Regions from separate parts of the Mus musculus genome. Here all the other regions are linked to region 1. Evidence: chromatin contacts called from public HiChIP or PLAC-seq and promoter capture Hi-C data. All regions are on one chromosome and are shown on one strand. Each heading gives the region's core, a stretch centred on a gene start, on an enhancer-like site or on the middle of the called end of the contact. The rest is flanking DNA. Distances are from core to core; before and after follow the strand shown. Region 1 holds the start of Garnl3 (GTPase activating RANGAP domain-like 3). Region 2 holds the start of Traf1 (TNF receptor-associated factor 1). Region 3 holds the start of Mapkap1 (mitogen-activated protein kinase associated protein 1). Region 4 holds the start of Pbx3 (pre B cell leukemia homeobox 3).

Evidence for each region. Promoter capture Hi-C pulls out the DNA fragments that hold promoters and counts their contacts. HiChIP or PLAC-seq counts read pairs in DNA pulled down with a chosen protein or histone mark. Capture Hi-C pulls out chosen DNA fragments and counts their contacts.
Region 2: a promoter capture Hi-C map of liver shows a contact between it and region 1, with 2.7 times the contacts expected there. The contact joins the promoter of Traf1 here to the promoter of Garnl3 in region 1. A contact is called at or near these places in 1 of 39 promoter capture datasets (pre-B cells) and 1 of 9 other capture datasets (liver).
Region 3: an H3K4me3 HiChIP or PLAC-seq map of embryonic forebrain shows a contact between it and region 1, with 8 times the contacts expected there. The contact joins the promoter of Mapkap1 here to the promoter of Garnl3 in region 1. A contact is called at or near these places in 5 of 39 promoter capture datasets (the C10 cell line, embryonic stem cells, liver and 1 more), 1 of 115 datasets of contacts at active chromatin or transcription factors (embryonic forebrain) and 1 of 9 other capture datasets (liver).
Region 4: a contact with region 1 is called in a promoter capture Hi-C map of liver, with 2.3 times the contacts expected there. The contact joins the promoter of Pbx3 here to the promoter of Garnl3 in region 1. A contact is called at or near these places in 1 of 39 promoter capture datasets (liver), 1 of 484 Hi-C or Micro-C datasets (embryonic stem cells) and 2 of 9 other capture datasets (adipose tissue and liver).

The regions. Positions count from the first base shown.
Region 1 is chr2:33,129,009-33,132,726 of GRCm38.p6, forward strand. It overlaps Garnl3 (GTPase activating RANGAP domain-like 3), which reads right to left and starts at 1,611. Exons shown (of 30, transcript NM_001355200.1): 1 at 1,416-1,611. The coding sequence starts at 1,507.
Region 2 is chr2:34,960,002-34,963,719 of GRCm38.p6, forward strand. It overlaps Traf1 (TNF receptor-associated factor 1), which reads right to left and starts at 1,771. Exons shown (of 10, transcript NM_001326601.1): 1 at 1,523-1,771. It overlaps Gm52552 (a long non-coding RNA gene), which reads left to right. Exons shown (of 3, transcript XR_003954034.1): 2 at 1,369-1,471. Gm46733 (a long non-coding RNA gene) reads left to right here and starts at 2,702. Exons shown (of 2, transcript XR_001783275.1): 1 at 2,702-3,080; 2 at 3,187-3,304.
Region 3 is chr2:34,404,760-34,408,477 of GRCm38.p6, forward strand. Mapkap1 (mitogen-activated protein kinase associated protein 1) reads left to right here and starts at 2,092. Exons shown (of 12, transcript NM_177345.4): 1 at 2,092-2,495.
Region 4 is chr2:34,370,385-34,374,102 of GRCm38.p6, forward strand. It overlaps Pbx3 (pre B cell leukemia homeobox 3), which reads right to left and starts at 1,661. Exons shown (of 9, transcript NM_016768.2): 1 at 1,337-1,661; 2 at 440-513. The coding sequence starts at 1,536.

The DNA.
Region 1 (3,718 bases), core at 361-2,860:
GAACCATTCCTTCATGTCCGGAAGTTCTGTAGCAGCACTGTCCTAAGCAGGCTGCCTCAGACCTGAGAGATTCTCTTTGCTCCAGTCTCTTGGTATACCTCTTCCTATTCTTCATGCTCAAGCCATAGAGATTGTTAGCTGCCTGGGTCTCCTATGGAAGGGAAATGTTCCACTCAGGTCACCACACAAATATTTAGAACCTTCTTGGCAGATGCCCAGGTGCTGATCACACAAAGCTAAGCCTAGAGTTCAAGAAAGACTTTCAAAAAGAATTGATGAGCAGTTCTACAGCCTGAGGGAGGAGTGCCCAAGCCCTTCAGGCTCTGTGATGGGCCAGGCTTGAGGCAGCTGTGGTGATGGGGAAGAGGCTAGGGCAGCGGCTAGAGCAGCCTTGATATCTGTCCTTACCACACAGCATCAGAACTGCTGGAGCAGTGTGTCAAGGACTGAGTCTGAGAAAGGCCAATTAAGGGCATCACACCTTCCTTTAAGGATCTTGGCTGGTTTGCTTTGTGCCTTAGCAAATGAACTCTCTTTTCCACCTCAGTGGAGGTTAGAGTCCTACATCTTTTTTCTCTTCCTCGTCCCTACCCATGCTATGGCAATTAAAAACTCAGGGGTGCAGGCAGCAGTAGGCTAGGAGGAAGGGGGTTGGCTTCAGGATACCCTCCCTAAGGCCATTATTACAGAATACTGATGAAAATCTGGCCCAGATGGTGGTGCTGGAGTCATTCTGAAAGGAATGAGTCCACCTGGAAGCAGGACCCATTTCAAGTTACAAGGAATTCCTTGGAGGTGGGAGTAAGCCGGGGATAGGCATGGGCAAGAGCCGCAAAGGGAAGGGCGTGTCCGGCAGCAGCCAAGCTTCACCTACGGCCAGGCTGGTTCCTCAGGAGGGCGCCAGTTAAGGAAGGTAAGTCCGGGAGGGGCACGGACAACCTGGGAAAGAGAAAGGACCTAGGAACTATGCAGGGTGCCCCCCACCCCAACCACAGATGGGCGGGGCCATAGGCAGCAGGTGGCCAGGCACTTGGGGTGCGAGGATGGATTATAGAAAGCAAGAGAAGCCTAAAGGGTGTCCTTTTGGGGGCTTAGGGGTTCCGACCTTGTCCTTGAGCATTTAGAAGCAGGCAGGTCGCGTTCTCCACAGCCCAAGACCTCCCTGAGCCGTAGTGTGCAGGGCCTGTCACAGGGCCGAGGCTTCGGACGTCCACATCATCTGCCGGCCGGACACAGGTCTCTAGCCCTCCCGCTGGGCACTCCCTCAGCGTGGCCCGGCCGCTCTACTGGGCTCTGCGCCGACTCCCTCCCACGCCGCGGCCTCGCCACACTCTGTCCCCTCACACCGCCAACCCCCACGTGGCCTACTCCCCTCTCCCACCCCTAGAGGCTGCACCCCTCCGGGGCAACGGTACCTGGGACTCTCAAAGCTGCACCCCCTGCGCCGCAGCGCCGCCCTCTTCTGCCGCAGGAGCGCAGCGGCAGCCCCGCCGGGTTCCTGCTCCATCGCCCCGGGCGGGGGCCGACGGCTCGGGCACACTCGGGTGGGCTCGGGCCTCGGCGGTGTTCGGCCGGACGCTCAGCTAGCGCGCCGCAGCCCACGCCCCGCCCCGCACCCCTCACCGGACCCAAGCCCCGCCTCTGTCCCGCCCCAAACTCCAGCCCAGCCTGGGACCTCAGGCCCCGCCCCGAACTCCAGCCTAACCACGCCCTCAGACTATTCGCGGGGTCCAAGCCCCGCCCCTACTCTAATCAGGTCCCTTGAACACGCCTGAGGCTTTAGGCCCCGCCCCTACTCTAACGGCCTAACCACGCCTCTGGCTTTAGGCCTCACCTCTGCCCCGCCCCCATTCTAGCAGGTACGCCTCTTCCGAACCTCTGGCTTTAAGCCCTGCCCCTAGCCTAGCGAAGTTTGCCTCATCTCTCCGGAGCTAGTCTCCGGAACCTCCCTGATCTCCTACCGAATCCACTCCCTTTGGTCCTTTTTGAGGCCTTGGCCCTCCCCCTGCCTCGCCCCTAATCTAGAAGATCCTCCCTCACCACTCAGCTGGGTTTAGGCCCCGCCCCCTCACCGCCCCAACCCAGTCTATTTGAATTAGGTTCAGGTCCCGCCCCTGTCCGCCTTTGCCCCGCCCCAATCACGCAGATCTCCTCTCAGCTCTGCTCAGGCTCCACCCGTGCCCCGCCCCAAGTACCAAGCCTTACCTATCAGTGGGCTCAGGCCCCACCCCAAACCCTTATCCAGTCAGTCCCTTTGCCCTTCAGCTTTGCCAAGGGCCCGCCCCATCTCTTAGCCAAACCCACCTCACTCCCTAGTCTGGGCACAGGCCACGCCCCGAGCTAACGATCTCCGTTTCTCCGGCCCTTCTCAGACCAGTGCAGGCCCCACCCTGCCTCTACACCAGCTCCAGCCACGCCCCTCCTGAACTGGCCTCACCAAGATCTTCTACCCGCGCTCCCTCCGTTCTTCTGTGTAGCGCACGCAGGCTCCCAATGCCCACTGGATCCTCAACTTCGTCGGGTCCACGGCCCATCACTCCCGCTCCTTACCATTCCCACAGATCTAGGCCCTTCCCACCTACCCCTCCAGCACAGAGCGCTCTATCGGCCCGCCGCTCCACAGCTCCGATTGCTGGATTCTCTGCTGACCCTCCTCACCTCAGCACCTCTTGGTCCTTTCTATCGTAGCACCGCCTTCTTTTGGGGGCCGCCTTTCTCCACATCCCGCCCACAGGCATGGCCCCCAACCCCGGAGCTCCGCCTCTTTTCTCTTGAAGCTGAGGTCTGTACTTAGAGCAATTTTGTTCTCTCGTCCCTTGGCTATTCCACCCCAAGAGCCCTCTAGCTTCCCCGCCTACAAGTCCCGCCTATCTAGCCCCGCCCATGTCGCCTCTTTCTCACTTCAGGAGTGCCTGGATGGTGCGGGTCTTCCTGCCTGAACTGGGGTCCACCATGAGGTTTGCGCTACCTCAGGATCTAACCAGTCAGCAAAAGGAGGTACTACTGTCTCCTGGTGGCTGTTTGTGGTCTGACACAGTGAGGCTGAGGGGAGCTTTGGTTGTCTACCAGTTGTGGGTTCAGGTTTTCATTCATAACCTTCCAATTTTGTGACAGCTCTAACCTCCACCCCTCATTTCCTCCCCGAGTCGGATGCATCATCTGAGTTCTGTAACATTGCACTGTAGTTGGGTGTGGAAATTCATCTGAGTTTAAGTAAGGATGGCTTTGCCATCTATTTCTAGTTCAGTTTCTGTTGCTGTGATCAAAAGCACCTTAGGGAAGAAAGCCTTTATTTGTCTTACAGGCTACAGCCCATCATCTGGGAAGTCAGAGCAGGAGCTCAATGTCCCAAGCAGAAACTGAGGTCTGTACTTGGAGCAATTCTGCGTCTCTTGTCCCTTGGCTATTCAGCCCCAAGAGCCCTTTAGCTTCCCCTGCCCTACACAAGCCCCGCCCACGTTGCCTCTTCCTCACTTCAGGGGTGCCTGGATGATGCGGGTCTTCCTGGCTGAAGCGGAGTCCACAACGAGGTACAACAGTTTGGAGCTGGAAGGGTGAGGAACTCAAGAACTGAATCAGCACTTAACAGATTTTCCTCTGGCTTGCTCACCTTCTTTTCTTATCTAGCCAAGTACCACCTGCCCGGGATACTACCACCTACAGTGGGCTTAGATCCTTCACAGCACCCCACCACCACTACCAAAAGCCCTCACAGACC
Region 2 (3,718 bases), core at 521-3,020, 1.8 Mb after region 1:
AAAGGTGTGGCAGGGGCCTTGACTGAAGTGACCTGCTCCAAAAGCTTCGATAATTTATTCAGGTGATGGTCACACCCTTCTTGTTTCTCACAATGAGAGATTTAAAATGGCAAATGACACTTACACAGTGTTTTGGCATCTATCAGCTTCCTTGATTCTCCCAGGTGGTCAGGTCAAGTTAGACTCTGTTATGTCTCTAGATAGAGTCAATGGTCTACCAAGCCTGGGGTGACACCAGGACATCTAGTGGCCAAGAGGTTACTCCATCCTACAGACTTCCAACTGAATCCTCCCCAGCCTGCTCAGCTAATGATCTCTCATCTCCTTGCCTGCTCTCAGAAAGGCATTCCCTTAACTCCGTCCTCAGCCTGACCAGCAACCCCCTGCACCCCACATGTCCTTTCCTTTTCCGACTGGGACACAAGGGAAGCACCCAACCTTCTGGATCCTTTTCTCTTGTCCTAGACGGGCGCCCCCCCCCCCCCACTCCAGCTCATCTCCCAGCTCCTGCTACCAGCATTAGAATACTCCCACACGGCTGTGGGCTAAGACAACAGGCACTGCTGCTCTGGTGCTACCTGTAAAGTGGTTTGTTTTTCTCAGTACTGGGATCAGACCCAAGGCTGCGTACAAGTGCTTGCTAACCAAGCCACAGTTCCAGCCTCGTTTTAAGTACTTTAACAAACATTTTGTCAATATTTCCCTCCAGTCTTTGGAGACCCTCCCCTACTCTATAGCCCAGGGGTCCAAGGCACAGATAAATTGAGTGACTTGCTCAAGACCTTAAAGCTAGAGAGGCAGGAAGGACTGAGACCAGACCTGTGCTTTAAAATGAGCTTGGCAATTATCCCAAATTCTTCTCCCATATCCACTCTCTCTTCTCACACTGCAATACAAAGTTTAAAGAAGATTGTCAGCACAGCTGCTGAAACTCCAGGGAATCTACTCAGCCCTGTCATAAGCCCACACACTGTCAAATGCTCCGGGCCTGCCCTAATTTCAGTCCCATCAGAAGCAGGCCAGTGGACTTCTAGCCTTCCTTTCTATGACAGCACTTTCCTTCACACCCTTCAGAGTTATTTTTTACACTGCGGTGGCTTTTTACAGGTCTCTTTCACCGCCTTCTCACCTCCATCTTCCTTAGTCTCATCTCCATGGCTCCCAGAATGGACAATCTATCTGCTGAACAGAGGCGTCTCATCCTCCTTCTAGTCTTTGGGGACCCACCTGGGCCACACCCCACACTTTGGAACATCTCGGTGACAGTGTCCAGATTGGGATCCCATGGCCTACATGCTGCCTTTAGCCTGGACATGCTGTCTAGTCGCCTACCTATGAATTCCTGCCTACCTGCCCCCTTTCCTTCAGCAGGTGATGTCCCCTGCCACATCAGAACGAGCTCAGAGCTGAGGGCAGAACCGAAGTGACAGCTTAAGGACCAGAGCACCGCTCAGGAAGGGAGAGAGGCTGAGTATGGTCGCACTTGGGGACCCTGGGGACCCGCGGGGGACGGGCAACCAACCTGTGCGCCGCCTTCTGCTCGCACCGGGCGGTAGCGTCCTTGGGGCAGAGAACCGGGCTGGGCTGGCGGAAGCCAAGGGAAGCTGGGCTGGGCAGGCGGGTGGGACTGAGCTGGGCTGGCTTCGGAGGCTGGCCGGGGGGCGGGCTGATCGCTCCTCCCTCAAGGAAACAGAACTGGAGTGCTTCTGTTGGGGTCCTGGTGCTAGCTGACTCCTAGCATTCCATCAGTGGCTGCACTCCTGAGATACTCAGCACACACACAAACAACATTGAGCTCCAGCCTGAAGTGCCGCAAGGCAAGAGTGGAAAAACAGCAAGCTTTACCACAGTGGATTCTTGTTAAGAGCCCAGCACCCGGTAAACTCTGCCAATCTCTGTGAACAATGCAGATGGCAGTGTGATAGTGCAGTGCTCTTGGCATTGGGCGCTAAAGAAACTGGGTGAAGCAGGGAAGTGGTTGTGCTTTTTAAGCTAAACACACGCAGCATTTGATACACACACACACACACACACACACACACACACACTCACTCACTCTTACTCCAAAGAGTTAGGGAACTTAGTGTCAGGATATAAGTTTAGTTTAAAAGATTAAAAAACCAACCAACCAACTGGTGTAATTTTTGCAAACCAGCAATCTCACAAGGGTGCCGTCTGTCCGCAGATGTCCGCTGGCTCCTGGTCAGATGGTCAGTGTTTCTTTATCTGGTTAATTTGGCTTGGGCTCCTTACTTGATTTCTAACTGATTGATTTGTTTGTTTTGAGACAAGGTCTTCCCGTGTAGCCCTGAAGACTCCAAACTGTAAGCCATGCTCCTGCCTCAGCTTCCCAAGCACAGGACCTACTTGGTTGGGCTTTTGTTTGGATGAGGGAGGTGTGTATGTCTCCCTCCCATAGCAGGTCTGCTGTTGGCTTCAGGTTTCTAGCAGGCAGGTGATACTGCATCTGGGTGGCTGGTGGAATAAAGACTTCTGGGGCTTGACTTGGAAAGGGGATGTCTGCCTGAAGGCAAGTGTTGTGTCTCAGGAACACGAAATACAACCTCTGTGATTTGTGCAAGCATGGTCAGAGGTGACCTCTAAGGATCTTCCATTCATCTGCTTTTATTTTATTTTATTTTATTTTATTTTATTTTATTTTTTGAGACAGGGTCTTGCTATGTAGTCTAGGCTGGCTTAGAATTGGTAAGCCTCCTGCCTCAGTTTCTCAAGTGCTAGGATCACAGGCATATGCCACTCAGCCCGCTGTGGGCCTTTGAATTCTAACAGTAACGGAGTCTACGAGCTCCCTGTGTCTCTGACATTAAAAGTCACTGGTTCTTTCTTAGTTTTTGGTTGTGACCCTAGCTTTAATGGCTGATCTACCTCTTGCACATAAAAGTCGCCGATTCTCAAGTGCAATTGGTGAAGTGACATTTCTCAAGTGTGGACGTTGTAAGATCCCCTCTCTGGTCTCACCTTTCTGGGACCACCCCTCTTTCCTCTCTGCCCTAGGGTAAAGAAAAAAGAGCAGGCAGTCTGACCTCACACTTCACGCGCCACATCCTGTTTTCAGATGAGTGAGTTCATATGCTGGAAATTTACCAAGGGAAATAGTTTAATTTCGGAAAGTACCCAAAACTCATCTGTAGTCACCCGGCTTAAATTTGGGGGCTCTTGAAACAGAGTGGGCATCACCGGAGGATCACTAAGTGCCCAGGGATCAGCCAGGCAGTGGAAATCAAAAGCCGAGCATGGATGAAGCTTTGGATTCAGAAAGAAAATAAACCATTTGGAGACCATTCGCCTCTACCCAGGTCACTTGTTTTACTTTTCTAAAGATAAGTTTCATAAGAGGAATCGTCTCCCTGGCAAAGGCCTCATATCTGGTAGGCTGTGACTGGGGCTGTGTGGGAGGATCAGGAAAGCAGACAAGGGCGACGGGGCATAGCTTAGCTGATGAAGAACTTGCTTGGTACTTTTGAGGACCTGGCTTCTCTCCCCAGCACCACATGAAACTGGGCGTGGAGTCAAACACCCCGAATATGGGTGAAGGGGATCAGAAGCATAAGGTTGTCTTTAGTTATACAGAGAAGCGCATGCTCGTGTGAGCACGTGATCATGTATGTCTCCGCCCATTTCCTTCTCACTCACACCTGTTCCTTTGGATCTCAGAGCCACTGAACCACAAAGGTTTCAGTCTCAAGTTCTGTCTCAG
Region 3 (3,718 bases), core at 842-3,341, 1.3 Mb after region 1:
TACATCTCCCCCAAACTGTCTACCAGTCCTGAATATGGTTCTTGTCATCACTATGAGTGGGCAAGGAGCATGCTGATTCACATGTGTTACTCCATGTTGAGCACTGAGCTGGTGTTTATCATATGTGAACTTATTTGAGTCTCATAACAATACTCAGAAGTTGGCACTGCTGTTACTAATGGAAACATTGAGAAGAGGTCTAGTGTCTGAAGACTAACAGAAATTTAGATTGGTATTTGACTTTTTAAAAAAATATTTTTAAGTAAGTTTACCACTCCATACATAAAAAGTATCCTGGTCACACTCACCACCCCAAATAATCATCCCAGAGCCATTCCTGCCCTCTTCCAAGTTTCTCACTAGTCCCCCTCCTCAAAAAATGTGATCCCAGTTTGTGTTGCCCATAAATTCTTGAGTGTGGCGCCATCCGTTGGAGATGGTTGACCTGCCATGCCCTTAAGGTAAACCAACTCTTCCTCCCCCAGTAGCCAGCAATTGTCCATAACTCGTCTAGGAACTGGGCTTGTGAGCTCCTCTTGCTTCCATTCTGGAATGTTGACTGGCTTCATCTTGTGCGTTTCTTTTTTTGGGGGGGGGGGTTGGGGTTTTGAGACAGGGTTTCTCTGTATATCCCTGGCTGTTCTGGAACTCACTTTGTAGACCAGGCTGGCCTTGAACTCAGAAATCCATCTGCTTCTCCCTCCCGAGTGCTGGGATTAAAGGCATGTGCCACCATGCCCGGCTATCTTGTGCATTTCTTGTACAGGTAACCAGAGGTAGTGTGAATTCATGAATGCAGAGAAGGTATTGTTTCTTCTGGGCCTCTGGCTGTTACAATCTTTCTGTTCCCAATTTCAATGGTGGTCTCTGAGCCTTTCAGTGAAGGTGCTATGTATCCTGTTGCAGGGTATTTGATCACACTGTGAACCCCACGGTTGTGTTACTGAAAAAACCTGTTTTTAGTTGTGGTGTGGCTCAGCCCTTAGCTCACACCTTTAATCCCTCTGGTTGGAATACAGATGTGCCCTTAGTACACACCTTTAATCGCAAACAATGAAGGTAAAGTTAGTTGGTAAATGGAAGCAAGCAGCCATGTTTGAAAGTGATGTCTAATTGAATGACAAAGTGATGCATCAGAAAAAGATTTGACAGAATAGGATATACCCAACTCTCAAGAGAAGAGGGAAGGAGGCAGTTTTACAAGGAGAGTTTGATACAGACAGGTTGAAGAGAGAACAAGCTAGACACAGGTGAAGATAGAATGAGCCAAAGAAAAAGAACCAGGGGATTAGAACAGGTTGCTTAAATTAGAATGAAGCCTAGCAGAGCAATTCTGTCAGAAACTGAGTGGAGCCAGATTGAATCAGTCAGCTTGGAGAAAAGTTTGAGCCAGAATCGCCAGTCCGAGATCAGAAAGTACTAGAAAGGATGATCGTATTCAGCAGCAAACATTTCAGGCTGAAAACATTCTAGGCTTTGATTAGATTCAATGGAGGCTGAAAAATTCCAGGACTAGGTCTAGGTTAGCAGACTGAGATAGTAAGCCTCCAGACGACAATTACTACAGAACGACAGGAGAATAAGTTACAATTACAGTGTCCTACTGTGGCTGAGCACTCGATGGACATTTCATCTGTGCACCATGGCCACTTGTGAGAGTTTCTGTATTAACCATTGTCCACTGCAGTAAAAAAACAAAACAAAATAAAACAAAAAAATACCCAAACTTCTCTGATTAGGTGTGAGAGCGTCACTAATCTGGGTTTAGATAGTAATTTAAAAAGCAGTTTGATACTATGTCCATGTAGCAAATAATAGTTGCAGTGAACTCTTCTTTCTGATATGGCGGTTAAGATGAAGACTTTTCCCTGTAAAAGTAAGACGTAGCTTACAGAGATCCTTACACTTGAAGGTAAACAGAAGTTGGTTAACCTGCTCCAGAAACGGCCAAGGGCAGCACGCATGCGCAACCACCCACCAGTTCCCGCCCCTTGTCCCGCCCCCGGGAGGCAGCGACTTCTCGTTCCTGGCTCTGGGGCTTGCGCACTGCGTCCCCAGCCAAAGGCGTCTTGCAGATCGGGGACTTCCGGTACGCGGGGTACGGTTCCGGGTCGTGGCGCGGCTCTGGGTAACAGGGCTGCTGTTGCCGGCCGGCGGCGGCGGGGTCATGAGGGCGTGCCCGGGGCGCCAGGGCCGAGTGGGCCGGTAGGACTGCCGAGGACTTCGTAGGCGCTGGGTTCGGTGCAGGGGCCGGGAGGCGTGGGGGAGTCGGGACCTCCCTCAGGGACGTGTCCCGGGCGAGGCGGCCTGTAGTGTGGGAGCAGCTTCAGGTAAAGGTTGCCCCAGCCGTCGCCCCCTCGCCCGCGGGACCCTCCGACCTCTCAGCACCCCGCTGCCGTCGCTGCCCAGCGGCGCCCGTTGGGGCTGTGCTCGGTGGCCTGGGAACATCGGTTTCCTTGCTCTTCCTGAGCCTGACAGCTGGGTGTGTGACTTAGGTGAGGAGAGACTTTGGACCTGGTTGTGCGGGGGCGGGGGAGGGGGCAGTCCTTGGCTCTGGCGGTTTCGGGTCTCGGAACTCTGCAAGGTCCGGTGCCCAAGTTCCATCCTGTGAAATCAACTTTTCAAAGCATTGCCAGGGCAGTCCTGAAACGGTCCCACTGATTGTTTATATCCCGAGAGCGCTGCGGGGAACTTGGAGTCCGTTTTTCTGTTTATGGGAGTGACAAGGAATGGTGAAGTTGCGGGGGCCGTGGGGGGGGGGTTGGGAAGAAGAAAAGATTATAGTTTAAAGAAGTGTATAACTCAAGCCAGAAGCTCTAAGATGAAACAGGGACCTCACAATTTGTTACAGCTTCCAATGAATGACCGCAGTATTTGAAACTGTCACTGTTCCCAACTCTGTGCAAAGCACCATGTTTATTACAAACCCCCAAAGGGCCGAGTTCAAAACCTTCCCAGGTGTAAACAGGAACGTGTACAGACACATCAGTTGATGAGGTCGGCCTTCGCAGGACTCACAGAAAGGATGGGTCCCTATTGTGCACAACCACCAGGGCAGAAATAAAGTGCGTTACTCCTATGTTTAGGAGCCACCCAAGCTGCAGTGACAAATCTTGCTCAATGCTATTTGCCCCCATCTTTTTCAGTCACACCCCTTCAAGCTTACTGGACGCTAGGGAGGGGCATGCCAGGTGTCCCTTTCCTTTAAGCTTTGCTCATATCTGCCTTCTGCTACTAAATGTGAATAGTGCCTGCGACGCCTCTATAATCTTGTGGCTCTCTGCTAGTGTTTAACAGCTAACCTTTTAAAAGTCCCTGCTATGGGCCTTTCTTCTGGATAAGTAGGATCTCACATCATTTTTGATTTGTTCTCACATAAACTTTTTTTTTTCCTCACCCTGTCCTGCCTAGACACTTCCTATGTTTTGATTTCTATTGCTAATGCTTCCCATGGTCCAACTGATGGTGGTCTCACTCAGCCAATTAAGGACAATCCCAGCTTTGAATGAGTGATTCATTGACCCTCCCATTTTTAAGAATTATTTTAAATATGTATGTGTGTCCATGTGGGATTTGTTTGTGTACATGTGAGGGCAGTTGCCTACAGTGGTCAGAAGAGCCAAAGAGCGTGTCAGATCCCCTAGGACTGGAGCCGTTGGTGCTGTGAGCGGCACATTGTAGGTGCTGGGAACTGAACTTGGGTACTGCACAAGAGCAG
Region 4 (3,718 bases), core at 411-2,910, 1.2 Mb after region 1:
TGTGACTTCTACCAGTAGAACCGAAGCTTAAAACTGTCTAAGTAAAACAAAGTTCTAGTGACGCCTCTCCAGGGGAACCGGTCCCTGGCATCCAGTCTCCCACCGCTCCTTTTAAAAAATGCTACACAGGCAAAAAGAGATAGGAGAGGGCAACTAGCTAGAGCCCCCTCCCCGACTGAAACCAGGGACTACCTCCTAGGGAACTGCGACCCAGCTCCATTCTCATATACACTTCATTTAGTACCAAAGCAGAATTGAGAAATAGACTCCAGATTTATTGCAGGTTTGTTTTTTTTTTCTCAAGATCAGGAGGTGGGAAGCAAAGAATGATCAAAGATGGCGGTGCCCAAAAGCAGCAGCTCTCAACTGGAGAGTCGAAGGAGTAGATCTGACCCCACCTCGGGGGTCTCCAGGCCCACTGTGAGCAGCAGAGTCTTACCTGTTTTCTCTTTGATCTCACACAAGACGCTGAAGAGCGCCGGTTTCATTCTGTGACAGTTCAGAGCATGTTTCCTAAAAAACAAATAGCAAAACACAAAGGTATTAGCATCACCTATTGGAATAATATGGCGCCTTCCTTTAAGTTAGACCCAAGATTTAAAACCGGCCCCCAGTTTGGAAAAGCTCCTTTGAACCACGGGAAGTCAACAAAAACTCAAGTTTACTAGTTCGCAACTGGCGGCAAGCTCTAGCGGCTGAGAGCTCCAGCCCGATAGCAGCGTGACCCATCTGCTGGCTCGACAGAAGCCTCGGCGTACACAGGAGTGACCCGTGCATGAGGCTCCGCTCCGGGGGCCGCGGCGGGACCCAAGGGACCAGACCGGAGCGGAGGGAACCCCAACGCCCAAGCTCCACAAGAGGAGCGGGCGCAGCGGCCAGCGGGCGGCTAATAATCAGCGGGTGACAGCTCCGCAAAGTTTGCCAAGCGGCCCTCCCTCTAGAGAACTTGGCGCTCCCGCACAGGGTTGTGCGGGGAAGCAGCCGGTCACCCCGGACTGGGCCGAGGGGAGTGGGTGCCCGGAGTCTGGGCAGGCGGAGAAAGTTGCACTTCCCTGCGGTGCGGCCACGGACCCGGCTGGGACGCGGAGCGCGCTGGGGTCCGAGCGGGAGGTTTAAATCTGGGGAGGGGGGCGGGCAGCAGGGCACGGACGAAGCAATGATCGAGTTTGTCCCGAGCCCGGCGAGCAACTTTGCCCGCGCGATGGGGGACACAGCAAGTGCCCGGCGGGCGGAGAAAGTTCCCGCCCGCAACTGAGGCCCGGGTCCCGGGAGCCAGCCGGGACCCGAGCCCGGCTCCCGTACACACACAAAAGATGCTTAATGAGACGACACCAACTTTGCTTGCGCCTCGTCCAAGCTCTGGTCGGTGATGGTCATGATCTGGTGGAGGATGTCGCCGATGTCCTGCTTCCTGCCGTCGCCGTCCGCCCCTTCGTGGCCGTGAGGGGGAGGCGGCAGAGCCATACCCCCCTGGACCGAGTGGCCGGCCAGGTTCACCCCGGCCAGAGTCTGCAGCATCCTGGATTGATCGTCCATCCCGCCGCGCGCGGGCGGGAGCGGGCGGCGGCGGCGGAGGCGAAGGCTGAGGCGGCGGCGGCGGCAGCGGCGGCGGCGGCGAGGGAGGAGAAGAAAGAGGGGGAGGGGGAGGGGGAGGCGGCCGCGCGCTCCCCGCCCGCGCGGGAGGGGGCGGCCTGGCCCGGCGCGGCCCGCGACTGAGGGGACGCGGACCGGCGTCCGGCTCCGGCTTCCGCCGCGGAGGAGACTGAGGACAGCGGCGGGCGGAAGCGGCGCGCTCGCCGGCGGAGGCGGAGGCGGTGGTGCCCGCTGCCCTCACGCGGCCGCCGCGCTGCCTCCTCAGCGCCCCTCGCCGCGCCGGGCGGCCCCGCACAACTTGGTCCTCAGCGCCAGCCGAGTTGCCGGGACGCCGCGGCCGCCGCCGCCCGCGCCAGCCAGAACGGTCCCCTCCCTCAGCCGCCTGCCGCCGCCGCCGCCGCCTCAACCGGGCGGGATCGGAGCACCGGCGGCCCCGAGGGAGGGAGCGGCGGCGGCGGCGGCGGGCTGCGGAGGAGGAGGAGAAGGAGGCCGACGGGCGGGCCGCGGGGAGCGAGAGGGGCGGAGGAGGAAAGTTTGGGAGCGGGCGGGCCGGCGCGGCGGGGACACGGAGCCCGGTGGAGGGCCCCGGCGGGCCGCACGCCGGGCGGACAGCAGATTGATGAGGCGGGAGAACTCGCCGCCGCCACCTCCGGTGCCGCGCACCCAGTCAGCAGCCGCTGTGGACCGGGCTCGAAGGCCGCTCGGCTGAGGGATTGACAGGCTGCCAGTGCCACTCACTCACTGCGGCCCCGGCGCCCGCGGGGGGAGGGGCAGGGAGAGCTGAAGGGCGGGGGAGCGCCCCGGATGCCCCGCCTCCGGAGGCGGAGCCTTCTCTCATTGGGCTTTGCGCCTCCCGCCGCCGCCACTGGCCCCGCCCCTAGAACGCAGCCCGTCCCCTCTGGCCTCTGCTGTGGGGTGCCTGAGAGCCAGCCCGGGAGCCTTATGGGCTACTCGCGCCGGCACTCCACAGATGGTCGGTCAGTCCAGCCAGCAAAGTGTTGTCCCCGGATCCTGCTCCTTCCCTATTATTAGCAGTTGGGGACTTAGAGGTGTTATATAGGACCGAATAAAGTGTACCCGTAGCCGACAGCGTGGTCCCCCATTGCATGAGATGAGCTTCACGCCTCGGACAGTGCCTGGGATACTTTCCCGCTCTTCATATCAAGAGGTGGTACCCTCTGGGCACAAGGCCTCAAGCACAGGGCCAATCGCATTGCGCTCAGCGCCGAACGAGGCGGGACAGAGCCAAGAAAGGGTTGTCCCAATTGGAGCGTTCGAAAGTCCTGGGCTGAGACCGGGAAAAGGGTCTAAAAGCCCTGCCCGTCCCACGGTCGCTATGGTAACCCGAACTCAGCACAAGGAGTTAGCGCTGGCAGTAGGGCCTTGCGCTGTCTGTCCCTCAAGGAGTGACCAGTTAGAATGGGAGCCTGTGGTTTCGCATGGACAGAGCTCTTCTCTGAAAAGCTAGCAAATGGAAAGGTCACAGAAACATGTCACCTGGAGAGAGTGAAATCCAGGACTATTTTCTAAGCTAACTGCGCTTTGCACACTCGACGAGTCCTGGAGATCCGGGGACTACCCTGGCAGGTGTGCGGAACCTGCGGAGAGCGAGACAATAGTCTTACAGACAAGTTTGTTTAGAAATGGACTGGACTGACAAATTGACCCCTTCGGCTGTAGTCAACTTCACCTAACAGATTTACATACCTGTAACACCTCTTCATCCATTATACTTCTGCCCAAGAGAGACTAAAGACTTAAACGGTGTTGGAATCCGCACCTACACCTCCGGTGGAGTCTTGAGGCTGATCTTGTCCTCATCTCTCAGGCTGAGGATTCAACATGATCTCATTTTAAACCCATGGAGATGACCCTAGGTTAAGTGTTTAACTGGTGGCTCTTACCTCTAAACGTTCCTTTCTCAGACTCAATAAGCGATCTTACCTGAAACTAAAAATAGAGGTGTGAGGAGATGAAAAATGGCTGTTACTCTGCAGGGTTGAATGTAGGACAAGCAGTTCTTTAAATGCCAGATGGAGTCTTGGAATAAAGCAGGCTACTCAGTTCCAGGTTCTTTCCTTCGTATGTTGAGTGTGATTTTAAATACTCCCCACTGCAAAGCTAA